2 separate regions of the Mus musculus genome follow, and region 2 is linked to region 1. Evidence: chromatin contacts called from public promoter capture Hi-C data. All regions are on one chromosome and are shown on one strand. The core of a region is the stretch at or near the end of the contact, and the rest is flanking DNA. Distances in the headings are between cores, read along the strand shown.

Region 1 (4,015 bases), core at 662-3,161:
CAGAGGAAATGAGTGCCTGCTCTGCCCAGTCCCCCTCTGGCTAAAGCTACAGCCAGCCTCCCTTCTCTCTGGGATTCCTGGTGACTTCTGTACTCAGGTATAATGAATTTTGTCAGTGCCACGGTGCTTACATGTCCTAGACATTTCCATTAAAAAAAAGTCCTTATGGTCAGGGGTACTTACTTCTTTCCCACAATGGGCATGTAAGAACTTCCTTAGGAGCAGTTTATTAGAGAGTAGGCTAACCTTCCACATGGCTGTACTCCAGCATTGGAGTGAGAACAGGAAGAAGTAAGTGAGGGACTTCATTATGTAGGGCACAGGTGTACCTGGGGTCTCTCCATGAGAAACAGAGAAAGTTCCCACTATGTTCAAATAGATCCATGTGCCAAGGTTAAAAAAAAGAATAAAAAGTTCCAACAATCAGCAGTTCAAACACAAATGAATTTCAAAGTTCTCCCACAAGGACAAATACCGAAGGAAGAATCTACATCTTTCCAGGAAGTGGAGGTAGAGCCCCTGGCATTCCTCCTGACAGCCCTGTGTTAGGCCCTAAAAGTATCTGGAAAAGAAAAAAAAAAAAAAAAAGACTGTTAAGATACTGCATAGTTCCAGTCGTCGGTCCCTTCTGTCACACATGAGGGGCAGGCAAATTCTACACTGCCAAGTACCTGAAAGTACAGGGACCTGCTCCCACTTGGGGTTAAGTGCCAATCTCCTGGGGCTCTGCGGTTGGCCCACCGCCAAGAAGAACATGTGCTCACCTGCCGTTGCTGCAGTTGCTGCTGTTGCTCCATCTGCAACTTTTCTGTCTCAAAGACAACGGGAAGAACCAGGATCATGAAGGAAGTGGTCCCAATCCACAAAGCTGCCCTGGAAAATCTGCAGAGGGAAAGAGTGGATGAGGCGTCATGAAAAGGAAAGCCGGCACTCCGGCTAGGACCGAACCTGGAACAGGACGTGCAGTACCGCCCTCGATCTTCTAAAAGCGTACCCTACCAATTCCTTGCCCCCAGAGTCCTGGCAGAGGCAAGAGGAGCAGTAATTACCTAGCGATACAGTGCATTCTTATAAGCCTCGTATATACGTAACCTTAGTCTCATAACGACCCCGCCAGGTTAAGAACTCCCTTCTGGGGCTGGTGAGATGGCTCAGTGGGTTAGAGCACCCGACTGCTCTTCCGAAGGTGCAGAGTTCAAATCCCAGCAACCACATGGTGGCTCACAACCATCCGTAACAAGATCTGACCCCCTCTTCTGGAGTGTCTGAAGACAGCTACAATGTACTTACATATAATAAATAAATAAATAAATCTTTAAAAAAAAAAAAAGAACTCCCTTCTGCAGAAGACCAACCACACTCGGGGTATGACAATGAATCCAAGGTCACTCAAACTCTGCTCTGCGACTCCCGAGGCCCGCTGTCCTTTGACAGCACCCGTCACCCGTCCATGCCCGCTCCCGGTGGCTCTCCGTCGGCCCTTTTACCTGTACATCTTCTGAGCCACGAAGAGCGAGAGGTCAAAGGTGGCTCCGGCGGCTGACCGGACCCTCTCGGGAAACATCTCCGTCAGACCCCAGAGTCTCTCCGACAGGGTCTCGTCTAGCTGTGGTGGAGGAGGCGTGGGTCGTCGGTGAAGCGGCAGCAGCACCGCAACCGCCGAGCCCCGGGCCTGGCCCTTCCGTGCCGCGCGGAGAAGCCGCCCTCTCGGCTCGCGGCGTCCACGCCCCAACCGCCCGCCCTCGCCCCGCTCCCCGCCAGCCCTAGCACCTCGTCGTCGTCGTCTTCTTCCAGCTCCTCCTCGGCTTTCTCTGCCTCGGCTTTCGGGAGTAATTCCTCGGGGGACAGAGGCTCCCCAGCGCCGGCTGCAGCGACGGCGGCGGCCATGGCTGTAGGACACCGGAAGCGGAAGAGAGCAGGCGAAGCGGCCCACCCCTGGACAGAGCGTCTTCCGGAAGCGAGCCGGGCTGGCTAGAGAGAAAGCGTTGGCGTCTCCTCCAGCTCGCCCCCTTGGTGTCGCCAGCCTCTTAATTTCAACTGACTGTAAGAGTATGTTCAGGGAGAGATGCGGGTGCTTCTCAGCTATTCTGTGCCGTTGGGTCTGGGCTTGGCTCCGAAACTGCATATTTTAGAGAGATCTGGTTTTTGTTTATTTAATTTTTTTTTTTTTTTTTTTTTGGTTTTTCGAGACAGGGTTTCTCTGTGTAGCCCTGGCTGTCCTGGAACTCACTCTGTAGACCAGGCTGGCCTTGAACTCAGAAATCCGACTGCCTCTGCCTCCCGAGTGCTGGGATTAAAGGCCTGCGCCACCACGCCCGGCTTAATTTTTGAGACCAGGTTTCTCTGTATAGCCCTGGGCTGTCCTGGAACTCTCTGTAGACTCAGAGATCCACTTGCTACTGCCTCCCGAGTACGGGGATTAAAGGCGTGCACCACCACAAGTGAGCAATATGTGTACTTATGGAGGTCAGAGGACACTTGCAGTTGATCCTCTCTGTAACAGGGCCCCAGACCTTAGCACAACTGACTCCGTGTTTTTTGTTGTGTGTGTGTATGTGCGAGTGTGTGCTTAAAAGCTCACTCTGAGAAAGGCTTGCTAGGCTATACTGAGATCCTAAACACTGGCTAATAAAGATTTTCTATGGCTTAAAGCCCATGTCTACTCGGTCTTCTCTGGTGAATATTCACAACACTTTTCTTCCACCACGTGGGGCCTGGGGATCAAATTCACACTCAGCAGCAAGCATTTTTTTGGGTTTTTTTTTCAAGACAGGGTTTCTCTGTGTAGCCCTGGCTGTCCTTTGTAGACCAGACTGGCCTCAAACTCAGAAATCTGCCTGCCGCTGCCTCCCGAGTGCTAGGATTAAAGGCGTGGGCCACCACACCCTGCAGCAGCAAGCATCTTTAAACCACTTATTCATTTCATTCCCCCCCACCCCTGGGCCCACACACACATTAAAAGCACGGTTTCATGTAGCCCAGGCTAGCCTTGAACTCATTTTGTGGATGACCTTGAGTTTCTGATCCTCCTGCCTCCACCTCGAACTAAGGCCACAGGTGTGTCACCACACAGGAATCAAAACCAGGCCTTTATTCTACCAACTGAGCCACAAACATGATCTATTATTATTACTTTTTTTTTTTTTAAGTTCCAGGCTTGGCTGTCCTGGAACTCTCTATGAAAACATTCAACGCACAGAAATTCACCTGCCTCTCCCTCCAAAGTGCTGGGATTAAACTCATGCAACATCGTGCTCGGCTTATACGTAAGTTTAAGAGAGTCTGCTTAACAGTAAAAGGGTTTTCAACTATTGCAAAATTGCCAAGAGAGCAAACAGTGGAGCGGTACAATGTCACCCTCAGACCACTGGGGGGTGGACAAGACGATCCAGAAAATCCTGAGCCCGGAGCAGAGGACAGACCAGGGCTATGGCAGCGTTCAGCTCATAAGTCCTTCACAGTACAGCCGCTCTACGACCTTCTGACTCCAGCACCCTGCTTAAAGTGCCAGTGTTGGCAGGGGAAGTCACATCATTTGGACATACAAGTGCACCCTGAGGCTCCAGCTATAGCTCCTTCCCTTCTAGCCCTCACCTCACTGGACCGGTTTCTTCAACTGAAAAACAGTACTAAAGTTGTCATGAGAATTAAACACAGTTGCACACTTTTATTCCCAGCCCTCAGGAGGCAGAGGCAGGCACATCTCAAAGTTCTAGGCCAGCCTGGGTCAGCAGAGTTAGTTTCGTCCAGGACAGCAAAGGCTACACAAGAGAAACCCTGTCTTAAAGAAAAAAAAACAAAAAAACCAAAAAAAAAACCAAAAAAGATACCCAGCATCAGCAGTGCTCAATAAATGGTTGCCAAAAAACAGTCAGTGATCCGGACACAAGCAAGCCCCATTATTCCATAATGTCTACCTATTTGATGCATCTGGATCCTCTCTTGGTTTCTTCAGTATTAAGCGCTAGCAAGATGACTCATGGGGTAAGAACGCAAGTCACTAAGCTTGACAACC
Region 2 (4,015 bases), core at 683-3,182, 2.3 Mb before region 1:
CCCCCCCACATACACACACACACATGAGGTGTTTCATGCACATGCCCACACAGAAACACATAAATAAGTAAAAATGTAATTAAGAATGACAGAAAGAACCTGGGTGTGGTGGTGCACGCCTTTGATCTCAGCACTCAGGAGGCAGAGGCAGGCGGATTTCTGATTTCAAGGCCAGCCTGGTCTACAAAGTGAGTTCCAGGACAGCCAGGACTATACAGAGAAACCCTGTTTCAAAAAAACAAAAACAAACAAACAAAAAAAATTTAAAAAGTCAATGCCAGACAGTGGTGGCACATGCCTGTAATCCCAGCACTTGGGAGGCAGAGGCAGGCAGATTTTTGAGTTCAAGGCCAGCCTGGTCTAAAAAGTGAGTTCTAGGACAGCCAGGGCTATACAGAGAAACTCTGTCTCTGTCTCAAAAAAAAAAAAAAAAAAAAAAAAGAAAGAATGACAGAAAGGGGGCAGCTACAGTGTACTTACATATAATCAATAAATAAATCTTTTTAAAAATGACAAAAAGATATAGAAAGGGGCTGGAGAGATGGCTCAGCGGTTAAGAGCACTGCTGCTCTTCCGAAGGTCCTGAGTTCAAATCCCAGCAACCACATGGTGGCTCACAACCATCTGATGACCATTTCTGGTATGTCTGAAGACAGCTACAGTGTACTCATATAAGTAAATAAACCTTTTTTAAAAAAGGTACTTCTGAACATCTCTGAACACCATGATTCTCTCTCACTTGCTTATTCTGTCTGTCTGTCTGTCTTTATTTCTCTCTCCCTCTCATGTTCCCACTCCATTTCCCCAATAAACCTTGCCCTAGATCTGTTCCTGGCATGATGTCTTTTTTTTTTTTTTTTTGGTTTTGGTTTTTTAGAGACAGGGTTTCTCTGTGTAGTCCTGGCTGTCCTGGAACTCACTTTGTAGACCAGGCTGGCCTCGAAATCAGAAATCCGCCTGCCTCTGCCTCCTGAGTGCTGATATTAAAGGCGTGCTCCACTTATTACTCTTACTGAGGACCTGAGTTCAATTCTCAGCACCCATACTGGGCAGCTTACAACTGCTTGTACCTCCAGAACTAGGAATCTGAAGCTTTCTTCTGGCCTCCTGCAGAGGATCAGGGATTTGACACCCAGCACCTACAAGGAAGCTCACAACTGTGGGTAATTCCAGGTCCAGAGGATCTGACACTCACTTCCATCCTGACTTAGGTGGGCTCCTGCATGTACTTAGTGCACATCACCCCAGGCACACACGACAAAATAACACAACAAAAAAGACTCGCATAAAAGCTTACAAGTTAGAGATTTATGGCATATTGGCCCTTAGTAGGTTACTTTTGATTGGAAAAAAAAAAAAAGCAACAAACATTTCTCACAGTAGGTAAAAGCCATCATGGGATATTTTTCTCTTTTCTTCCTTCTCTCTCTCCCCCTCCCTTTTTTTGTTGTTTGTTTTGTTTTAAAAAATAGGGTCTTATCCAAGGCTGTCAAGGCTACAAAGGGAAACTCTTGTTTTGAAAAAACAAAACAAAACAGAGTATGTAGCCCTGGCTGGCCCGGAACTTGTTTTGTAGATAAGGGCCTCTGCCTCAGAAGGGCTGGATCACAGGTGAGCCAGCACGCCGGGTTCTCCCTGAGACTTCAAGCTCAAGATGACAAGGCAATACCTTCGTCCTACTAACCTTGGGAATCACAAGCAGAAGGCTCTGAGTCCCGCCCTTGCCCCCCAACCCCCCCCCCCCCCCACCGTAGGGAGCGCCCTGAGATCAACCTCAACCCGCTGGCCCGACACTGTCTTCCGGTTCAACCCCTTTTCCCGCCGGTTCCTATCTCCGTCGGGTACGAGGACTCTGACCCCGCCTACTGCCACGCCCCTCAATCCTAGGTGCCTGTACTCTTCTTTCGGCGCCGCAGGCCCCGCCCCCTCGCGGGAGGGCCGATGGCCACTGCTCCTCCCCGTGCTGCGCAGCTGGCCCCGCCCCGGCCCCGCCCGGCCTCTGTCGCACGCGACCCTGGCGGTGGCTGCAGCGACAGCGCTTGGCGCGCGGAGCTACAGCCATGGCAGTCGCCGTCGAGGGCGCCCGCAGGAAAGAGCGCATCCTCTGCCTGTTTGACGTGGACGGGACCCTCACGCCAGCTCGCCAGGTAAGGGCCTCGAGGTTCCAAAGCTCCCGCCCAGAGTCACGCCGGCATCCGTGACCCAGCGTGAAGCCGTCACTGCCATGTCAACGCAGACACCTGCGCGACCCTGTCGGAAACGTGGAGTGCAGTGGTACCGGCTCCTGTCACCGAGGAGATGGGACCCAGGCCCTCTCGGCCTTCCAGGCCTCAGCGCTCCCCGCGCGGGTTGGCATCCACGTTCCTGCCGGGAGCGCAGATGCTGTATCCAGCCTCCGGGAGGAGCGTCTATGGGCGATAGGGCGGGTATCCCCAGTTCCAGGCTTGCACAGGCCCAGGCTGGGCTCTGGGGTGGTCTTACCCCATTTTAGCCCTAGGATGCACAACTAGTCCGTCCTCAAGCTAGCGTGAGAACGCGGCGTTCCAGGCAGAGCTCCGTGCGCTTCTAAGCCCACGGTCGCCCTCTACTGAGGGCAAGGAAGATCTCTGAGTCTTTGCACTCTGGCGTCCATAGGCCTAAAACTGGGTTTAGCTCCTTAAGCCTCTTAGGATGTTTGTTTACCTTCCACCTGGAGTTGGAGGGAAAGAGAGCTGCTTTTCTGATGAGTTTTGGTTTTTGTTATTGGTATCCTTTTGGTTCCACCCATGTGAAGGTGAAAGGCCCCAGGGCTAGTCTGTTTACAATAGAAGCACTGTAAAAAATGGGAGTGCATTCTCCTGTCTGCACTTTATAGTTCACCCTCCAGTCTTTAGCCATACCTAGTTTTTCTCCCTTCGAGTCATCCTGGGTCGTTCTCACCCATCCTTCTACCTTTGGGATCACCGGGATGATCAGAGCAGAAATGGGGGTGGGGGGCCGAGCTACTGGGCAGAAGCCCGTGTGAACCTAAGTCTTAGCTTCCTGGTAGGCCTTCCACTCTCCAGAAGGAATCGGGCATCTTTCTTTCCATCCAGCAGAGGTGGATCAGGAAGATGCAGGATTGGAAAGGAGGTGGTCTAGCCTAGGCATGCCTGATCCTTGTGCTGCACTGACTTGGCAAGGCCTGAACAAGAACCGCCTGTCAATTTGTCTACTACTAGACAGACTTAATGCTTACTAGAAAAGCTTAATGCTTTTTTTTTTCTTCTTCTTTTTTCTTGTTTTGGTTTTTTTGAGACAGGGTTTCTCTGTATAGCCCTGGCTGCCCTGGAACTCACTCTGTAGACCAGGCTGGCCTCGAACTCAGAAATCTGCCTGCCTCTGCCTCCCAAGTGCTGGGATTAAAAGCATCCGCCACCACTGCCCTGCAGTTTAATGCTTTCCAAAGCTAATTTTTAATTATACATGTAAGTAATGAAAACTTTAAAGGCTAAAGACCACTTCGAACCTCGCCAGTATCCCAGGCCCAGCCCCCATCCTCGAGGTAGTATACTGGAGCCCCTTTATCTCAATTGCTTTGCCCACAGCACATACTAGACATGATTTTGTGAGGCTCTGTTTCTGACTTGGCATTATCCTGCTTATGGTATCCTGCAAGTTCCTTTAGACCATAAACAGCATGCTTTAAGACCTTGCCCCGTTGGAAGCACAGATCTGGCTTTATCTGTGCCCTGGTCTGGTAATGTTTCCAAGGAAGTATGTGTCACTGTCTGGCAGATAAGCATAAGAGTTGCTTGCAGCCAGTATTTCACTATTACAAACCATACCCCAAGGAGCAGAGAAGCTGAAATGCTAGTGGACAGGGGATGGACATGAGAGGTGTCAGTAGATGTTGCCAAATACTTTCAAAACAGTTGCACCAACTTATGTTTTTGTGGGGGCCAGAGTTCCCGTTTCTTCTCTCCCCTTGTCGCTAGCTAGCTAGAGTCTCTGATATCTGAATATATGGAAGTTTGAATTCCGATTCACTTGTTCA

What was found. Promoter capture Hi-C pulls out the DNA fragments that hold promoters and counts their contacts.
Region 2: a promoter capture Hi-C map of hippocampal neurons shows a contact between it and region 1, with 5 times the contacts expected there. The contact joins the promoter of Pmm1 here to the promoter of Tomm22 in region 1. A contact is called at or near these places in 1 of 39 promoter capture datasets (hippocampal neurons) and 1 of 115 datasets of contacts at active chromatin or transcription factors (embryonic forebrain).

Annotation. Positions count from the first base shown.
Region 1 is chr15:79,668,764-79,672,778 of GRCm38.p6, reverse strand. It overlaps Tomm22 (translocase of outer mitochondrial membrane 22), which reads right to left and starts at 1,911. Exons shown (of 4, transcript NM_172609.3): 1 at 1,771-1,911; 2 at 1,488-1,606; 3 at 765-882; 4 at 1-562. The coding sequence starts at 1,887. The coding sequence ends at 488.
Region 2 is chr15:81,958,847-81,962,861 of GRCm38.p6, reverse strand. It overlaps Pmm1 (phosphomannomutase 1), which reads left to right and starts at 1,932. Exons shown (of 8, transcript NM_013872.4): 1 at 1,932-2,147. The coding sequence starts at 2,061.